Regions from separate parts of the Mus musculus genome. Here region 2 is linked to region 1. A link is a contact called in public promoter capture Hi-C data. All regions are on one chromosome and are shown on one strand. The core of a region is the stretch at or near the end of the contact, and the rest is flanking DNA. Distances in the headings are between cores, read along the strand shown. Region 1 overlaps Tnfrsf9 (tumor necrosis factor receptor superfamily, member 9). Region 2 holds the start of Per3 (period circadian clock 3).

Region 1 (4,183 bases), core at 1,380-3,879:
GATAAGAATGTAAAGTAGCCTCATCGAAAACGTCCAACAAGCAACAAGCAACACATCAGAAACACAAGGGCAACGAGTAGACAGAGAGCTACATGCCGCGGTGAACGGCCAGACTCCCAGCTGCTTGGCAGGTGAGGTAGGATGCTGCTTGAGGTCAGGGGTTCCAGACCAGAAGGGACAACAGCGTGAGACCCCGAGAGAGAATGGAAAGGAACCCAGTGGCTATTTTAAAACTGAAAAATTATGATAATTGAAAATTTAGGAAATCGATGACTATCTTCACAATGGAATGAGGGGAGTGGAGCAGGAAATGTCATTATTTGATCCACGGACGGACGGACAGACAGACGGGTGGACAGACAGAGCCTCAAGGACAGGTGGGGTCTCTGATGAGAGAGCCGAGCTGACATCACTGGAGCGCGGCGGGCGGGAGAAGGGAAACAGGGCTGGATGGTTTAAAAGGCATTTGGAGGAATAATGGCTGAATCGCCATCACCCGCCTCAGAGCTGGGAAAAGGCAAAATCTGCAAGTTCTAGAAGCTGGACCTCAAACCAGAGGGGTCCAGGGATCCACACCACGTCGCAGTCAGAGCTCTGAAGACAAAAGGCAGAGAAAAGTCTTGAGAGCAGCGAGAGACGCCGGCCATGCCGGCCATGCTACTTACGGGGAAACCCACTGGGATAACAGCGGATCTCTTATCAGAATCCTGGAGGCCAGCAGGAAGTGCCTCCCACCACACAGAAGGGGAAATGTTACCCTATTTACAGATGACATTGTGGTCTACACAGAAAACCCCAAGGACTCTGCAAAACACCCCCCTTGACCATGGGGGTGTGTTCATGAGAGAGACGGGATAGAAGCCAGTTTCACAAGCACACCGCTTCTACACATAATGAACACATGATCTAAGGCCCTATGTCATGTCCAGTTGTCTAAAGAAAAGAGGGGGTGGGACTGGAGTGCTGGACACTGCTGGCTCACACCTTTAATCCCAGTAGATCTCTGATTTTAAGGCCAGCCTGTCTACATAGTCCCAGGACAGTCTGGGTTACACAGAGAAACTCTGTCTCAAAAACAAACAAACAAACAAAAATTCCAAGAGCCTGGAGAAATGGCTCAATGGCTAAGAGCACTGACTGCTCTTCCAGAGGTCCTGAGTTCAATTCCCAGCACCCACATCTCACCCACAGCTCACAACCATCTGTAATAGATTTGATGCCCTCTTCTGGTGTTTTGAAGACAGCAACAGTGTACTCACATACAGAAAATAAACAGTTCTCTAAGAACAAAAGCAAACAAAACAAACAAAGGAATGGGGCTGGAGAGATGTTCAGTGGCCAAGAGGGCTTGCTGTTCTTGCAGAGGACCTGAGTTCAGTTCCCAGCACCCAGGTCAGAGAGCTCACAATCTCCTACTCCAGGGTGTCTGCCTCCAATACACACAGCATTCACTTACACAGGCATATATATATATATATATGTATATATATATATATATATATATATATACACATAGAAAAGCTTTAGAAAAGGATTTTTAAGAAGACAGAGGCGATAGTTCAGTGACTAAAGTGCTGGCCACCTACTTATGAGGATGTGAGTTCGGATCCCTAGAATCCCACAAAATGACCACGTGAGCATGGCAGCCTGGCTGTAATCCCAGACTTGGGGGGTAGAGAGAGGAGACCAGATCCTCAGAGCAAGATGGCTAGCAAGCCCAGCCATATAGGTGAGCTCTGAGTTTGATTGACAGATCCCACTTCCATGAAAAAGATGAAAGAAAAAAATCAAAGATGATTCCTGACACCAAAATAGGGCGTCCACGTGCACATTCTCCCACACAGGTATGCCCAGATGTGTGCAAAAATACACACACACACACACACACACACACATGCACGCGCGTGCTCGCGCGCGCGCGCTAAGAAGGGGGGCAGTAAATACTCAGGCCCAAATCTTAAAAAATAAAAATAAAAAAAGGCATATTGGACTTATATATTGTAAATTATAAAATATCGGTAAGGAAAGAGGAAGTGTAAATGGAGAGCCATACTAGGTTCATGGAGAGGGACAGCTAGCGGGAAGATCCGCAGATTTCACGACACCTCCATCAGAGTACCAGCTGCCTTTCTGTAGACACAGATAAGAATCTCATAAAGTTTACACGGAACTATAAAAGAAACAGAATAAACAGCTAAAACAAACCTGAACAGGTAAGATGGGGCGGGGAGGGTCCTCTACTCTCTACCCAGTTTTGAGACTGATATTATCATCACAGTAATCAAGACTCGATGGTGCAGGAATAGACACACAGCTGTAACAGAAGACTCCGCCCCCTCACAAGAACTGCCAATAATCAGGGACTCCACCCCCTCATGAGCACAGAGCCAATAAAAATGTGGGTAGACAGAGAAGGGAGACTGTTTCTTTGAGTAACACTGGAATATGGCAAGCACAGCTCCCTAGCCCCAAAAAGAAAAAGTCTCGACCTTAAGTTCTGACACTTTATAGCTAGCTAACTTATAGCTTTAAATGTCAAACACAAAAGTGTAAAACGTAGACACTACCACTGGGGAAAGTCTCAACCCTTCCGACCCAGGACGTAGGGAGGGGTTCTTAGATGTGGGCTGGCGAGGTAGCTGGGCGAAAAGCACCTGCTGCTGAAGCTTGAAGGCTTGCGTTTAATCCCTGTGAACCATGTGGTAGAAGGAGAGCACCTACTCCCACGGGGACTCCTCTGACCTACACACATGCACTTGCATGTGACTGCCCACACACACCCGTGCCCCCACATGCATTCCACCATGCACACACATCCATAGCCCCCACACGCACGCACTCATGCCTCATTACACCTCCTCCTCTCATACATCCACCACACTCTCTCTCTCTCTCTCTCTCTCTCTCTCTCTCTCTCGGGGAGGGAGAGACATAAAACTATTTTTCCTTTAGGAAAAAAAAAAAGTCAGTGCTCTATTTACATGTACACCTACACACCAGAAGAGGGCATAAGATCCCATTACAGGTGGCTGTCAGACACCATGTGGTGGCTGGGAATTGAACTCAGGACCTCTGGAAGAACGGTCAGTGCTCTCAGCCAGAGGAGCCATCTCTCCAGCTCCATTAAGAAAATATTTTGAAGCCAAATCCAGTGGTGAGACCAGCATTCCTATGGCAAGATGGATGAGAGGCAAAGACAGGGGTGGGGAATGGGGGTGGGGCCGGGGATGGAGACTCAGTGCTAGCTAGTCTACATTGCTTGGTGGATACAAGAGAGACTCAGCCAAGTGGAGGAGAGAATCTCCCTTTGCAGGTGGTCTTCTGATCTCAGCACACACACAAAGTAAACAAAAGCAAACTCAGAAACATCTGACTCTCTGGGTGCATTTATCTTAAGAGACACAAAAACTTACCCTCACATGAAACCTACCCATAAGCATCCATAGATTTAGGGGTGGGTTGTTGTTGTTTTTGTTTGGTTTGGGTTGATTGTTTTACATGTAAGAGTAAAATATCACAGGGCTGGAGAGCTGGCTCAGTAGTTGAGCACTCGCTGCTCCTGCAAAGGACCCTAGATCAGTTCCCAGCACCCACACAGAGGAGCCACACAGTGACATATCACTGCCTGTAAGTCCAGTTCCAGAGGGTCTGGCCTCCACATGTCCCTGCGTGCATTTTATACAATAAAACTCATGCAATTGTTTTTGTAACAAATTAATTGTAACACATTAAATAATAAATATACTTTTTAAACAACTAGGAGTTAAAATGGAAAATAGATGAGGGGGCTGCCAGAGAAAGGGGGACAGGAGTAGGGGCTGAGGAGAGCCAGCGGGGGCCAAGACCTTGCTTGTGGATAGTCTGGGGGCATTTTGTTTGCTTGATTGTTGTTGAGTCTTGTGATCTAGGGCCATGAGCCTCCTGCTTCAGTCTCTCTCATGCCGGGGCTCCAGATCTGCACCCCACGCCCCACTTTACAAGCTGCCTGGTTCAGTTATGTTACATGAATCTACACAGCTAATGAAGTGACTGACAGCTATGTGTGTTCACACCATCATTGTCCTGGCCTCGTGGTGACCTTAGGGTCTCACGGATGCCATGTGACGCTATCCTGCTCTTTGTGACTTTCTGTGAATGTGTAATTATATAAAAACTAAAAGGGTTTTAAAGCTTTTTATAAAAT
Region 2 (4,419 bases), core at 1,907-4,406, 100 kb before region 1:
GGAAGTGGTGAAGGGAAAGCTGCTTGCCTATGGCAGTGCCACTAGAATGTCCTGAAATCTGTGTTTGTGTGTAAAGCAGCATTACTCAAGATGTCATAGAATCTGGTTCTAGTTTTTTGTTTTTGTTTTGTTTTTTGAGACAGGGTTTCTCTGTATAGCCCTTGCTGTCCTGGAACTCACTTTGTAGACCAGGCTGGCTCGAACTCAAAAATCCGCCTGCCTCTGCCTCCCAAGTGCAGGGATTAAAGGCGTGTGCCACCAACGCCCAACTGGTTCTAGTTTTTTATCTGTTCCCCTAACATTACTGAAACAATACAGATGTTGAAGATATGCCTTGCCGCATCAGCCTAGGGCTTCTGTCCTGGTCTGACCTCACAACTTTGGTGCTGTCTCCTCATATTCTGTCCCATGTAACTCAGTGGCTCCTGTATTAACACAGTGATACCTCGCTTCTCTGTGCATTTAGCTGGGAATGTTCCCGGTATGGTGACCAGAATAAAGTTGTTTATTAACATGATCCTGTGTCGTGTTTCTTGGAGTGGAGTTGGGAATACACCTGATGCATGTCCTAAACTTCTGACCCTTGATGCTCCCCCTCCCTCCCTGACAAACTATGTTTTTTTCTTATTCATTATCCTAGGAGCACATATTCCTGTGAGAAGATGTAGATCTCACCCTGTGTTAGGGGACTCTAGAGCAACAGAACTAATAAGGTGAACATATATTTTTAAAAGATTTTTATTATGTGGTATGGTCTACCTCACACTGAAGATGCTGAGAACCTGATAGCTGCTTAGTCCATGAGGCTGAGTTCCTCAGAAGTTTCCATCTGGTACTGTGGGCCTGGAGGACTCCTGGAAAATCTCTGGTGTTAAGCCCATGTGGAAGCCCATGTGGAAGCCCATGAAAACATACTGAGTTCTGATAACATCAGAGTGCAGCAACAGCAGGGTAGATTAACTCGCCTGTGAGTGAAGGCTTGCAGGCAAAGAGCAGAGCTTCCTTCTCCTATCTTCCCCACTTTACATACTCCGAGCAGGGAAACCCATCAGGAATACCTGGCAGGCTGCCTTTTAGTTGATTCCACATACAATGGAGTCGACAACTGGAATTAACCATCATATACCTTAATGAAAAGTGCTTTTCAGAGCAGAGATGAGTCCATAGCTGGTTTGCAGTTACCAGACCAGTAAGGATTTGGCTATTGGGTTTCTTAAATAGTGTCTTCTGGAAGTGATTTGTAGAGTTGACCCTGGTACACCACACAGCTACCAACCACACAGGTAAACTTAGGGGAGGCATGTCCCAAATGTGTGGCTTTTTTTTTTTTTTAATCTGCCTTCCTTTGAATATATTTCCCCTCATTCCCCCACTCTTGCAAACAATGTAATATAGACCGGGTAGGATTTTGTCTATGTTTACAACATAAAAGTCTAAATACTTTTCCTTAAGCACAAACCCCATCACAATCTGGCCCTTCCTTTCTCCCATTGCTTCAGGTTCTTTTTTTTTTTTTAGATTTATTTATTATTATTATATCTAAGTAACTGTAGCTGTCTTCAGACACACCAGAAGAGCATCAGATCTCATTATTGATTGTTGTGAGCCACCATGTGATTGCTGGGATTTGAACTTGGGACCTTCAGAAGAGCAGTCAGTGCTCTTAAGCACTGAGCCGTCTTTCTAGCCCTCGCTTCAGGTTCTTAATGACTAACCTGTACTTCACAAGGATGGCCTGAAAGGGACAGTGCTTTTCAGTTCTGTTAGCCCACCCATTTCCCCCACCCCAAAGGATCACTCAGATTCAGTTCCCCTTCTCAGCGGCCCTCCCTTACCCTCCAGCCTGTTCCCTGGGGCTCTTGCCTCCTTCCTCTGTCCTTCCCATTCCTACCAGTTTATGTCCTACCAGCATCTTAGGCTTTCTTGACTTTGAGGCATCATCCATGTGTTGTATGTTGAGTATGAGAGAATTTGGTTCTGTCCTCAGTACAATAATCCCTGCCCACATGTGCACCCAATGGTCGTACAATGAATGTTTCTTGAAGAACTCAGGAGTAGAGTAATCCAGTGTGGAGAAAGACTTTTTTTAAAAATCGGTCATTTGCCCAATATGAAATGTGGATACTTGCTCTCTGGCATTTTCCCCTTCTCCTTTGGCCTGAACACTTTCATTCATCCAACAAATACTTAGTGTATTTTTTTAAAGATCTTATTATTTATGTGGTGTATGTCTGGATAGCGTATGCTCACTGTGCAGGTGTCTTGATGGATGAGGGCATTGGATCTCCTATAACTGGAATTACAGGCACTTTGTGAGACACTGATAGAAGATGCCTGGGAACCATCCAAAGGAAGAGCAGTAGGTGCTTAACTCTCAAGTGCTGTGCCATCTCTCCACCCACTACCGAGTGTGTTCTTGATGTACCCAGGCAGCAGAAGGCTGGAGCTCTGCCCTGTACCTTTCGTTTCTGAAGGGTAGAGACAGTTATGTAAAAGGAGCATCCTGGCTGTTTCCTCGAAAACAGAGCGTCGCTTACAATACTATCTAACTCCTGTTGCCAAATGAACCTGTAACTCGAGGGCAGCCAAGGACCTTACCTTGTACCATTAAACTTGTATTTCTGAAAATACGGTTGGATTCTACCTGGGTTCACTCACCTATATTGGCGGGTGGGAGAAAGCAGCAAGTTTTGGAAAGATGAAAACAATGGGAACCCCAAAGCACTGCATTCCTGGGATACCGGGGAGCCCCAGAGGCCTGCGGACTCACAAGCGCCACCGGGTCCACTTACCTGTTGGCTGCGCGGACCCCGCCCTCCCGTGACTGACAGCCCCAAGGCCACGCCTCCGGGAAGCCCGGCAGTAGACTTGCGCGGCCCGGCCCTGTTGTCTTCCAGGCCACTCCACTTGGCCAGGATTGGCCGAGAGCCGCCCTCGCCCGACCCGCGCGTTATGTAAGGTACTCGGGGGCCTTTGCACCCGCCCACCCGCCCGCGGTTATGTAACCCCCGCCGTGCACGACCTGCACCCCGCCCTCTGACCAATGGGAGCTCGTGTTGCCGGTAACAGCGACCAATCGCGCGGCGAAGGGGCGGGACCGGATCCCTGGCGCGCAGGGGGCGGGGCCGGCGGCCACTGGGCACGCGGACGGCCTCGAGACTGGACTGCCCGCGGGTGGGCGAGGCTCTGCGGGGCGGCGGCGAGTTGCTCGGCTGGCGGGACGCCTGCGAGCCCGCACGGCCGGGCGCTGCTGCCCCTGCCTTCTGCCCGGTCACGCCGGACGTTGCTCTCTGAGGTGTTTCTCGATGCTCGCCGGCTTCCCAGCAAGGACGGTGGAAAAGTTGTTGCAGGCTGACCGCGCTCCCTGAGAGCCCCGCTGGTGGTCCGTCCAGCCAGCTTCCGCCATCGAGCTGTCGCTGTAGCTCGTCACCCCAGCAGAGTCTGTGGAAATGCTGAGGAGAAAAGTGCCCCTCAGATGAGCGTGGTCGGCGACCAGTCTTTCCCGAAGGCGATGGCAGGGACCAAAACAAGCCGGGTTTGGTTGCTAGCTGCAAACTGAGAGAAGCAGGCTGAGGGCTGCCAGGCGGGATGGATCCCTGTGGAGACCCGGCAGTACCTGGTGGCGACTGTCCCCAGACTAGGGGACCGGGGCTCCAGGGGGCGTCTGGCCAGGAGGGTCCTCTGCAGGGCACTTGCGTGGACAGCAGCCACAGGTGACGCTAGGAAGTCTCCCCACCACCCTCTGTGTTTATTGTCCTTCCCTGGAGCAGGGAAAGCAGGATTTACAACTTTTTATTGTATTTTTGATCCCGGGGACGCGGTAGGGGGGGGAGGCGACCTGAAAGGGAACTTCCAAATAGTTCGGTGAGGATTGATGGGAGGGGGAATGTTACTAAACTAAATTACCAGAGTACGGAAAGAAAGAGGAAAGTGGTTAAAGAATTTGACGGAGTTGGGACTGAAGGGAGAATGAAAGTGTAGAATGTCCCCTACCTGGAAGAGAAAGGGCATTAAACCTGTGACCTGGGCTAGTTGAGGTGGCCAGACATCCCTAAAAATCAGATATTCCTTGAGTGTCCACCATTACGGTTTCTTGTTTGTTTTTTTCCTATTCAGTGAACACGAAGACCGAAACAGAATGTCTGAAGAGCTTATAATGGTTGTCCAAGAAATGAAAAAGTATTTCCCAGCCGAGAGGCACACTAAGCCCAGTACCCTAGATGCTCTTAACTATGCCCTGCGCTGTGTACACAGTGTGCAAGGTAAATGCATTGCAGCGAATAGGGTGGCGCTGGGCTCAGTCCTCATGTGCAGTGGAACTCCAGCCTCCAGAGGCTTGGGCTTTATTTGTAGCCAAGACAAGCAAGTCTAAAGCTGATGTAAGTGGTGCTTTAGGCTTTCCAAGTTTGAAAAGCCAGC

The links. Promoter capture Hi-C pulls out the DNA fragments that hold promoters and counts their contacts.
Region 2: a promoter capture Hi-C map of maxillary cranial neural crest shows a contact between it and region 1, with 2.1 times the contacts expected there. The contact joins the promoter of Per3 here to the enhancer-like site in region 1. A contact is called at or near these places in 2 of 39 promoter capture datasets (maxillary cranial neural crest and trophoblast stem cells), 2 of 484 Hi-C or Micro-C datasets (CD4 T cells and nephron progenitors), 3 of 115 datasets of contacts at active chromatin or transcription factors (effector CD8 T cells, embryonic stem cells and memory CD8 T cells) and 2 of 9 other capture datasets (adipose tissue and liver).

The regions. Positions count from the first base shown.
Region 1 is chr4:150,938,592-150,942,774 of GRCm38.p6, reverse strand. All of the region lies in intron 7 of Tnfrsf9 (tumor necrosis factor receptor superfamily, member 9), which reads right to left. Among named protein-coding and RNA genes, the nearest start is that of Tnfrsf9, 21 kb to the right of the region's middle. Within about 2 kb of position 2,629, at least 37 of the 459 cell types and tissues checked have an H3K27ac peak or open chromatin away from gene starts, as enhancers often do. A contact at or near this core is called in effector CD8 T cells and memory CD8 T cells, where this site is marked.
Region 2 is chr4:151,043,402-151,047,820 of GRCm38.p6, reverse strand. It overlaps Per3 (period circadian clock 3), which reads left to right and starts at 3,156. Exons shown (of 21, transcript NM_011067.3): 1 at 3,156-3,713; 2 at 4,117-4,262. The coding sequence starts at 3,589. Gm38529 reads right to left here and starts at 2,968. Exons shown (of 2, transcript XM_017320565.2): 1 at 2,793-2,968. Vamp3 (vesicle-associated membrane protein 3) reads left to right here. Exons shown (of 5, transcript NM_009498.4): 5 at 1-516.